2 separate regions of the Mus musculus genome follow, and region 2 is linked to region 1. The links are chromatin contacts, called in public Hi-C maps. All regions are on one chromosome and are shown on one strand. Each heading gives the region's core, a stretch centred on a gene start, on an enhancer-like site or on the middle of the called end of the contact. The rest is flanking DNA. Distances are from core to core; before and after follow the strand shown.

Region 1 (4,676 bases), core at 980-3,479:
GAGTCACTGCTTCGACTCTAGCCAGATCCTAGGTCTCTGTCCCACTACAACCAAGGCATACAAGCTTCAGCCCTAAAACAGATCCGAGGCAAGGCAAAGGAGTTAAAACACTAAAGAGCTCTCTAGGAAAATCTAGAAACAGTTAGCTGGCTGTGACACAGACCTGCCAACACCTCAGCACAGAGTGGCAAAGTGCCCAAAAAATGCCACCCTCTGGGTAAACCACTTTCTTGTTTTAACTCGAGATGAAGCTACTACCAGTTGCGGAGAGGCAACTAGGGCACTATTTGGCAACCTGGATTTGACTTCCTGTAATCCTACACCGAAACAGCGCCTAATCAACCTGAACCCTGACACCCAGGCCATTATCACTGGGCCTCCGCTGCGCGCACCTCCCAGCTCCGGGCTGTTACCTCCCACGGCCTTGGCCACGGCGCCGTTGGGCCTCCCGCGGGCTCCCATGGGGCTGCCGTTCTGCTCCAGCCGGGCCACCTTCACCGGGGGAGGCCCCTTGACGTCGGGGCTGCCGCTTCTTCGGTCGGGGCTGTCCCGAAGACACGGGCTCTCGCTCCGCCGCTCCATGCTGCTCCGATTTGGAGACAAAGTTCCCACCGGCAGGTCGCAATAAAACGCGCAGGGACCTAGGGAGGGGGCGGAGGGGAGGAAAGGGGGAGGGAAAAAAAAAAGAGGGAAAACCGCTCACACACGTGATAGACGATCAGGCCAGTGGCAGAGCACTGCACCGCAGCCACACAAACTTCCTCCCACGCTGCAGAAGGGTACCGAAGGGTCCCGGGAAAGCAAGTCCCAACCAAACAAACACTGGAGGTCCCAAAGCTGCCCAGAACTTGAGGTACTAAGACCTGCTCTGTCTCAGGTCCCAAGAGTTAGCCCTCAGTTGTGTGGACAGAGTCGGACCTCGAAGCCTTTAAGCAGTACCCCATTCATTGCGGGCAGCGCTGGCATTATCCTCTCTTTGATAAAGAGCCACCACCACCATAAGCCCCACTTGGGGTGTCAGGGTTTTGAAAGGAGCGTACTTATGGGCGAGAGGTCCCACCAGGCCAGGGAGGGAGCAAGGACTTACACGGGTCCTTAAGCAAATTAATTGCTTGATAAATGCGCTGTGGATGGCCAAGCTGGATCAATGGATCCATGGAATCCCCACCTTTTACCTTTATGGACCAAGTACACTTGTGTACACAAACACACACCTTTGCACACAAAAAAATTAACTATAATTTCACGTGAGCGAGCATCCCAAAACACTCTGAGATTTGGAAAGGCTACCCTCCATCCCAGGATCACAATTATTATTTGGGAGCATTCTTATCTTCATCGTATCCTGGATGTGGTTGTTGTTTTTTAAGCCATTAAGCGTACAACATAAGAGAAAGAAATCTTGATTCTTAGGTACAGGAGCAGGCTTCATTAATCCTAATTTCTAAATCTGGAAAGTTTTTCTCGAGGTCCCTAGGCGAGCAGTGCTCCATACTCTTCAATTTTGGAGGAGTGACCCGGAAGAAGGGAAAACACCTGATGAAACGGCGCCCACATTGTCACTGAAACCCATGAAAGGAACCCCTAATACACCAGGGGCTCTGAGAATCCTCTAAGAGCGCTTTGGACGCGGGAGAAGCCTAGTCGCCACGAGTCCAGACGAGGTGGTGGTGGGGGACAGAGAGGAGTTAAGAAGAATGCGAAAGATGTAGGGAGTGCTCGGAGGGGTTGCCAGTGAAGGCTCCACCGCACTTCCCGGCTTCGCCTAAGCGCGCGTGAGAGCCAGAGCCCCAGAACAGCCGGGGAACTTAGCGCGCCCAGGGCTTCCCGAACTACAGGCGCCGCGTGGGAGCCCTCGCCCAGCGTACTTACTGCTCACGGTCTGTCTGAAACTTGGCTGGCTGGGGCTCTGTCCATGGAGCAAAAGTAGAGAATCCAGGGTGGAAAGTTTTTGGTGAATTGTAGTGTTGTCCTAGTCTTCCTTTCTCTTTCCTCCTTCCCCTTTCCTTTTCCTCTTCCCCGGTCCTAGCGTTTAAGGTCCTGGGTCAGGGTGTCTTCTTCTGGTTCGGAGATGGTTGTTATGATGATGGGGGCGGGGGGCAGTGAGGGAGGAGGAGGAGAGGGAAAGGAGGACTCCTCCAAAGGGGCACCAGAGCGAGCGGGGGAGGGGACGGCGGAGGAGGGGGGGGGGAGAGGGGGCTGAAAGAGCCTTTCACACCTTCGGGTAGAAGACCGGTTCTGGAGAGAAAGGGCTGAGGACTGGGAGGCTGCGGCGGCTGCTGGCTCCTACAGCCGCTAGCTCCAGAGGAGGCGCGGCCAGAGTCGCGGGGACGTTGCCACCAAGAGCGGGGAAGGTGCGGAGACCCCGGACCGCGCGCAAGAGAAAACGCGGCGGCCGCACAAGCTGTCACCTCCAACCTCTCCCCTCGCGGCTGCCTCTGCCAGAAGCCAGAGCCGGACTCACTGACAAGCCGCAGAGAGAAAGACACTGAGAGGGAGATGATTATTAGTTGCGTTGAGTCATCAGGCAAAGTGAGTCCTTTTGGGTTGTCCTCGGTTTCCGATTTCTCCCCCTCCCCCTTTCGGTCCCCAGATCTAGCGCCTTCAAAATAATAATTTGGGGTGGGGGTAGGGGATGTCTCTGGGTTATTTCGGGATGGGAATGGGGGGGACGGATCTAAACCCAAGCCAGACTGGTCCACCGCAATGAAGGAGGGGAGTGGGGGGCGGGGAGGAGGGCTGGGGAGGTTGCGGGGGGAGGGGGGCCCCGCCTGGCAGGAAATTAAACATCAATCAATCAATCGCTGTGAGCACGGCGACCCAAGGAGCCGGGCTGCGGAGGAGGCACAGGGATAGGCGAGGGGGTGGGAGTCAGGGAAAAAGGAGGAAGGGGGGAGTCGGAGGTGGGAGCGGGGTGGCAAGGACCTCATGCACCGGGCGACGAAGGACGGATGGCTGAGGACTGAGTGTGGCGCGAGGCGGTGGCCACGGCCGACGAATGGGTGCGTCTAAGCGCTGACGAACGCCAGGGCCCAGGGTCTGGTCCTCCTCCTTGTAGCAAGTCCAGGGCGCAGCCGCCTCGCCCAGCCCCTAGGCGCACTCGTCCCGGCGCGCAGGCTGCGGCGACTAGGCGGGCGCTCCGTGTCGCGGCTCGCCGCAGAGGCGCAGGCTGGCGCTCGGGAGGCGGCAGAGGCTGCCTCGTCTCCGGGCTCTGTTAATTGCGCCGCCGAGTACTTTCGACTTTGGAGATAGGAGGGCGATCGCCTCCCCCACCCACCGCCTCCGCCCACCACCCACCGCCTCCGCCCCTCGGAGCAACTTTTCTCGGTGCGAGCGAGCTCCCCATCTGCTCGGAGCCGACCGGCCCGGCCCGAAGCGCTCCCGGCCGCGTTTGGGGAAGGCCACTTCTCCCTCAAATCCCGTGCGGCCGCGGGTCCGGAACAATAGCCCGGGTGTCCCGAACGCCTGGAGCGAGACTCCGCCCGTCCGGCTGGCTGTGGGTCCGGCACTGGAGAAAGGGTTGCTCCGTGGGCACAAGGCAGGCTGCATCCCTGCCACTCTCGCCACGCGGGCTACGTTGCGAGCGGCGCAGCCCGAGCTGCCCGGAGGCCAGAACACTGTGCCGGCCGGGGCGCTGAAGCTGCGCGCCCCTCGGGTTGCAGCACTGGGGCTCCCGAAGACCCTCAGCGGCTGAGGACCGAGTTCGGCGCGAGCAGAGCTGAGCCGTGGGGACCTAGCCTCTCCGCCCCGAGCGAGGCCGCGCCGATGAGTCCCTAGCTGGTCCTTCTAAGGCTTAGGAGCCACAAACTTTTGCGGACTCCCGCGGCCCTAGCCTTTCGGCTCGCGCAGCTTTACTTGTTTAAGGTGGCGCGGTGACTGCCCGCCAAAACCCCGCTGCCGGCCGCGCTTTTGTCTTGGCCATTCGGCATGGGCGCGGACCTCCTTAAAAAAAAAAAAAAAATAGCACGTGGGCAGGGGCCGCGGCCCCGGCGAGGTGCCTGCCGCGTCCGGCTTCTGTCAGCCCCTGGAACCTCAAAGGAGAAAATATGAACCAGTCCTCTCCGGCCTTCCGGCCAGAGATGCCCCTTGAGCCGGCGGCATCTCTTGTCCCTTCTGTGCACCGGGGCTTTCCCTCCAGTTCCCCAGGACCCCAAGGACTCGGCTTCCACCGGTTGCCTGAGCCACTAGTCCCCCTTAAGAAGTATTGACTGTACGGCGGCGCCAGAGGGCCAAACTAAATTCGGTTTCGGGAAACGCGCTCGAGGCAATTCTCTAAATCCTGGCCTTGAGCTGGGCCAGTGGAGATTGAATCTGAGAGTAGCGCTGGAGACTGGGCTGCTGTCCACTTGCTTGGTAGCCTACCCCCTTGACCCCACAACGCCCCAAGAGTCGCAAACCCACGGCCAGGGAAGCCTAAGGGCTTCTAAAAGAAAGAGGGTCCCCGAAACGAAACCTGTCCCTGGCCTAAATCTCGGTGCCCAGACCTCGGTGAGTCCCACTCAAAGGAGCCGCCCACCAACTTCACCAGAAGCCCCAGGCGGCAAGGGGAGCCCTGCCGAGCCGAGTCGAGCCTGGCAGGGTAGTAATCCTCCAGAGAGCCACCGCAGTTTTAGGAAGCCTTTTTCTTTTCCCTGTTTTTTTCTTCCCCCAAATTCCGTGCTCCCACGAACATGCCC
Region 2 (4,676 bases), core at 711-3,210, 290 kb before region 1:
GAAATACTACGATATAGACAAATACTGATCACAAATCAGTTGATCTGAATGTATGTGTTGTCTTGAGTAGATGACTAGCTCTTCTGACCTTAGTTTATGCATCTATTAAATGAACACACAGACATTAATGTTCAATAAGGCCTTTTCCATGTCTCCTGGAGATGCTTCTGCCTTTGTGGACTCCACCCTGAAAACCCATGCTTTGGTCAGCCATAGTAAGTCTTATGAACTGTTGGGTTGGCTAAGAACAGGATAGAATTTTTGTTGAGGCAAGCAAGGAAAAAGTGTTACTTCCAAGGCCTGGAGGTAGAGGAAGCAGTTGCTCAGATTTGCTACTGTAGACAGGTTAAGAATTTGTCACTAGATATACTCCAAAGTTCTTACACCACCAAAGAGGTGGGAGGTAGCATAAATAAAGAAGGCAATCCTCCATACCGTCAACACTGACTTGGAAAATAAAACAGACTCATAGACTTAGCTGAATGATAGATGGTCTACTCCTAAATGAACAATTGTTCCCTAAAACAACATTATTTTTTCCAACTAAGTGTCTTAAAGCCATGCTCAATAATAAGAGGGTTAGAAGTTATAGAGTTGTAAAATCTAAATCTGGATTTAAAAATATTTAAGCCATGCTCATAGAATGTTAGGGACATTTGAGATAAATATGGAAAATCAACTTTCAACTTGAAGATTAAATACAAATTTTAAAAATGTTAAAGTGACTATTTCCCTTGCCCAGCCGATTTCAGCAATGACCTCCCTGGACACTGGCTATTTACAACATCTCTAAAAACACTGAACAGAATCTCACACGTGGGCACTGGATGCAAAGGTGAAAATATGCCAAAAACTTCATCTCCTGCTACTCAAATTAGTTGGTGAAGGTGCAGAGAAGAACTGGAAATTTAAGTTTAGGAAGAAATCTTGAAATTTTTGAGTTTTCAAATTATTTAGATGTAGATGTTCCAATCCTGATACAGTGTTTTCTCAGTCCTAGGCTTTAACCACATGATTCTGAACTGAACTGCAGAAATGCATTCATAATTATATATAACTTATGTATAATTTATATACATTTACATGTATATAATAATGCATTCCTATCATTGTTATTAATATTATCCTATTAATCTAACGTTTGTGTGCCTGTGGAAGTCAAAAGACAGTTTATGTAAAGCCATCCTCTCCTTCCACCATGGGAGTTTGAGTGATCTAACTCAGGTTGTCAGCCTTGGTGGCAGGTTCCTTTACCTGCCGAACCACCTTACCAATACAGGAACGATCATTTATAGCAATCATTCTGATAATGCTGTTGCATGTGGTTCTTGGACCATGCTTGATGAAAAACAAGTTGAGAAATACTCACTGAACAAGTATGAAGAGCCTTCATAGCTGTTATGAATTGCTGCCACAGCACCAGAGAAACTCAGAGAATAGATTGAAAGGGGACTTCTTGACCGAAATTGGTTATTGAAAATGTTCCTACCTAAGCAACTGTGTAGCAGTGAACTCTGATAAACTGTTAAGATAAATAAAAATAGAAAGCAAAGTTTGCTCTTAAGGAGTTTGACATCTAATCTGGTCACTTTCTTTCTTTCTTTTTTCTTTCTTTTTTAGGAAAAAAAAATTTATTAAATGAATAAATCCCATTTTCAGTTGATTTCTAAGTGGGAGTTTACCATCAACATTTTAAAGGAAGAATGTAGCTTGGTAGATATACAAACTATTTTGTATTGAAAATGTTTTTTTTTTTCTTTTTATTTATAGACATAACAAATATTACCCAATTCTTTTTCTTTGCCTTTTTTTTATTATTTACATCCCAAACACTGTCTCCCCTCCTAGTCCCCCGCCACTCACAGAGTCCCTTCTCCCATCCCCCATCCCCTTCTCCTCTGAGAGGATGCCACCCCCAATATCCCCCACCCTGGCACACCAAGTCTCTGCCAGATTAGTCATATCCTCTCCCACTGAGGCCAGACCAGGAAGCCATGGGAATTGAGCTGCCTATTTGCTACATATGTTCAGGAAGGGGCCTTGTTACAGTCCATGTATGTTCTTTGGTTGGTGACTCGGTCTCTGAGATCTCCCAGGGCTCCAGGTGAGTTGTCTCTGTTGGTCTTCCTCTGGGGTCCCCATCCCTTTCAGGGCTTTCAATCTTTCCCCCAACTCTTCCATAAGATTACCTAACCTTCATCCAGTGTTTGGCTGTGGGTATCTGCATCTGTCTGAGTCAGCGGCTGGGTGGAACCACTCAGAGGATAGTTATGCTAGGCTTCTGTCTGTAAGCATAACAGAGTATTATTAATAATGTCAGGCACTGGTACTTGCCTGTGGGATGAGTTGGGGTGGTTATTGGTTGTTGGCCTTTCCTTCCATCTCTGCTCCATCCCTGCATTTCTTGTAGATAGGACAAATTTTGGGTTGAAAGTTTTGTGGGTGGGTTGGTGTCCTTATCCCTACATTGGTGTCCTGCCTGGCTACAGGAAGTGGACTCTTCAGGTTTCATGTCTCCACTCTTAGGCATCCCAGCTAAGGTCACCGGCATCGACTCCAGTGAGCCTCTCCTATATCAGGTCTCTGGGACTTCCTAGAGATTCTCCCCACCCGGCCCTCCCCTCTCCCAGCTAGTTCCCTCTCTCACTCTGCCTCCTATGAGTACTTTGTTTCCCCTTCTAAGTGTGATTCAATATCGTCGCTTGGGCCTTCCTTCTTGTTTAATTTCTTTGGGTCTGTGGGGTGTATCATGAGTATTCTGTGCTTTATGGCTATATATACTCCACTTATCATACCTTGTATGCCCTTTGGGGTCTGGGTTACTTCACTAAGGATGATATTTTCTAGTTCCATCCATTTACCTGCAAATTTCATGATGTACTTGTTTTTAATAGCTGAATAGTATTCTATTGTGTAAATAAACCACGTTTTGTGTATCCATTCTTTAGTTAAGGGACATTTAGGTTGTTTCCACTATCTGGCTATTATGAATAAAACTGCTATGAACAGAGTGGAGCATGTCTTTGGGGTTGATAGAGCTTTTTTTGTTTGTTTTTGTTTTTGTTTTTGTTTTTGTTTTTGTTTTGTATATGTCTAGGAGTGGTATAACCAGGTCTTGATGTAGAACTGTTTTCAACTTTCTGTGAAACCTTCGGATTGAACAGAGTGGAGCATGTCTTTGGGGTTGATAGAGCTTTTTTTGTTTGTTTTTGTTTTTGTTTTTGTTTTTGTTTTTGTTTTGTATATGTCTAGGAGTGGTATAACCAGGTCTTGATGTAGAACTGTTTTCAACTTTCTGTGAAACCTTCGGATTGCTCTCTAGAGTGGTTTTAAAGTTTGCACTCCCACCAGCAATGGAGGAGTGTTCCCCTTTCTCCATATCCTCACTAGCATGTGTTGTCCCTTGAGTTTTTGATCTGAGCCATTCAGATTGATGTAAGGTGTAATCTCAGGGTCATTTTGATTTGCATTTCCCAGATCAAATAACTAAGGATGTTGAGCATTTCTTTAAGTGCTTCTTGGCCATTCGAGATTCCTCTGTAGAGAATTCTCTGATTAGCTCTATACCCATTTTTTTAAAAAAAATTGGGGTATTTGGTTTGTTGGAGTCTAACTTCTTAAGTTCTTTACATATTTTGGATATAGCCCTCTGTCAGATATAGGGTTAGTGAAGATCTTTTCCCAATCTGTAGACTGCCATTTTGTCTTCTGATGGTGTACTTTGCCTTACAGAAGCTTTGCAGTTTCATAAGGTCCCATTTATCAATTGCTGATCTTAGAACCTGAGCCATTGGTGTTCTGTTCAGGAAATTGTCTTCTGTACCAATGTGTCCAAGGCTATTTCCTGCTTTCTCTTCTATTAGATTTAGTGAATCCAGTGTTCTGTTGAGGTCTTTGAGTCACTTGAACTTGAGTTTTGGCAGGGTGATAAATATGGTTCTATTTGCATTCTTCTACATGCAGACATCCAGTTAGACCAGCATCATTTGTTGAAGATGCTTTCTTTTTTCCATTGTATGGTTTTGTAAGCTGGACATTGATCCTCAGACCAGCACCATGAAGATGGCATGGGAACTTAGAAATGCCCTGTTCCAGTCTTACTAAGTCTCAAAGGCTTAGTCTGAAATCTGAACACCCTAATAACGCTCAGTATGTGATTCTGATTGAACAAAATTTGAGATCTGCCATACAGAGAGATGAGAACACCCAGTGTTAAGGGATCTAAACACAGAAAATATGTGATGTGGCAAAAGGAGAGTTTTCTAAAACCATGGCTCCCTAGCCCAAAAGCTGTTCAAGTCTGAGCGAATACCTGGGCTACAAACCCCAGTTTCTCTAGAAGAAAGGTTGTAGCACCTTCATTTATTGTGCTAGAAAAAATGGTGTGGATCTACAGAGAGAAGGTATTTTAAAATACCTTGCAATCGAGAAGCCCCAAAGTAAGTGTAAGTTATTAGTCAGGTGAGAACCCCAAAACTTGGGACTCATGGGTTGGAATCTATTTATTACACAAATATTAATGGCATGCTTATCATATGACAGTTATGGTCTTCTATAATAGGAACATCTAAATGCCCTGTAGCCTTTTATTTAGAGGAATTCAAGAAAATAAAAATTCTGAAATTAGGAATAAGGCACCATAATTTCAGGTAGGGACTGAGTGCTAAGCAATTGCA

Evidence for each region. A called contact is a pair of places that touch in the nucleus more often than the background predicts.
Region 2: a contact with region 1 is called in a Hi-C map of adipose-derived mesenchymal stem cells, with 3 times the contacts expected there. The contact joins the enhancer-like site here to the promoter of 9130024F11Rik in region 1. A contact is called at or near these places in 5 of 39 promoter capture datasets (the 3T3-L1 cell line, the C10 cell line, embryonic stem cells and 1 more), 2 of 15 datasets of contacts at CTCF or cohesin (the NIH/3T3 cell line and large pre-B cells), 2 of 484 Hi-C or Micro-C datasets (adipose-derived mesenchymal stem cells and embryonic stem cells), 4 of 115 datasets of contacts at active chromatin or transcription factors (embryonic stem cells and kidney) and 3 of 9 other capture datasets (adipose tissue, liver and pancreatic islet).

What each region holds. Positions count from the first base shown.
Region 1 is chr1:56,969,240-56,973,915 of GRCm38.p6, forward strand. It overlaps 9130024F11Rik (RIKEN cDNA 9130024F11 gene), which reads left to right and starts at 2,230. Exons shown (of 2, transcript NR_024326.1): 1 at 2,230-2,532. It overlaps Satb2 (special AT-rich sequence binding protein 2), which reads right to left and starts at 2,095. Exons shown (of 11, transcript NM_139146.2): 1 at 1,873-2,095; 2 at 414-641. The coding sequence starts at 582.
Region 2 is chr1:56,679,226-56,683,901 of GRCm38.p6, forward strand. No RefSeq gene overlaps it. Among named protein-coding and RNA genes, the nearest start is that of Hsfy2, 44 kb to the left of the region's middle. Within about 2 kb of position 1,961, at least 21 of the 459 cell types and tissues checked have an H3K27ac peak or open chromatin away from gene starts, as enhancers often do. A contact at or near this core is called in the NIH/3T3 cell line and adipose-derived mesenchymal stem cells, where this site is marked.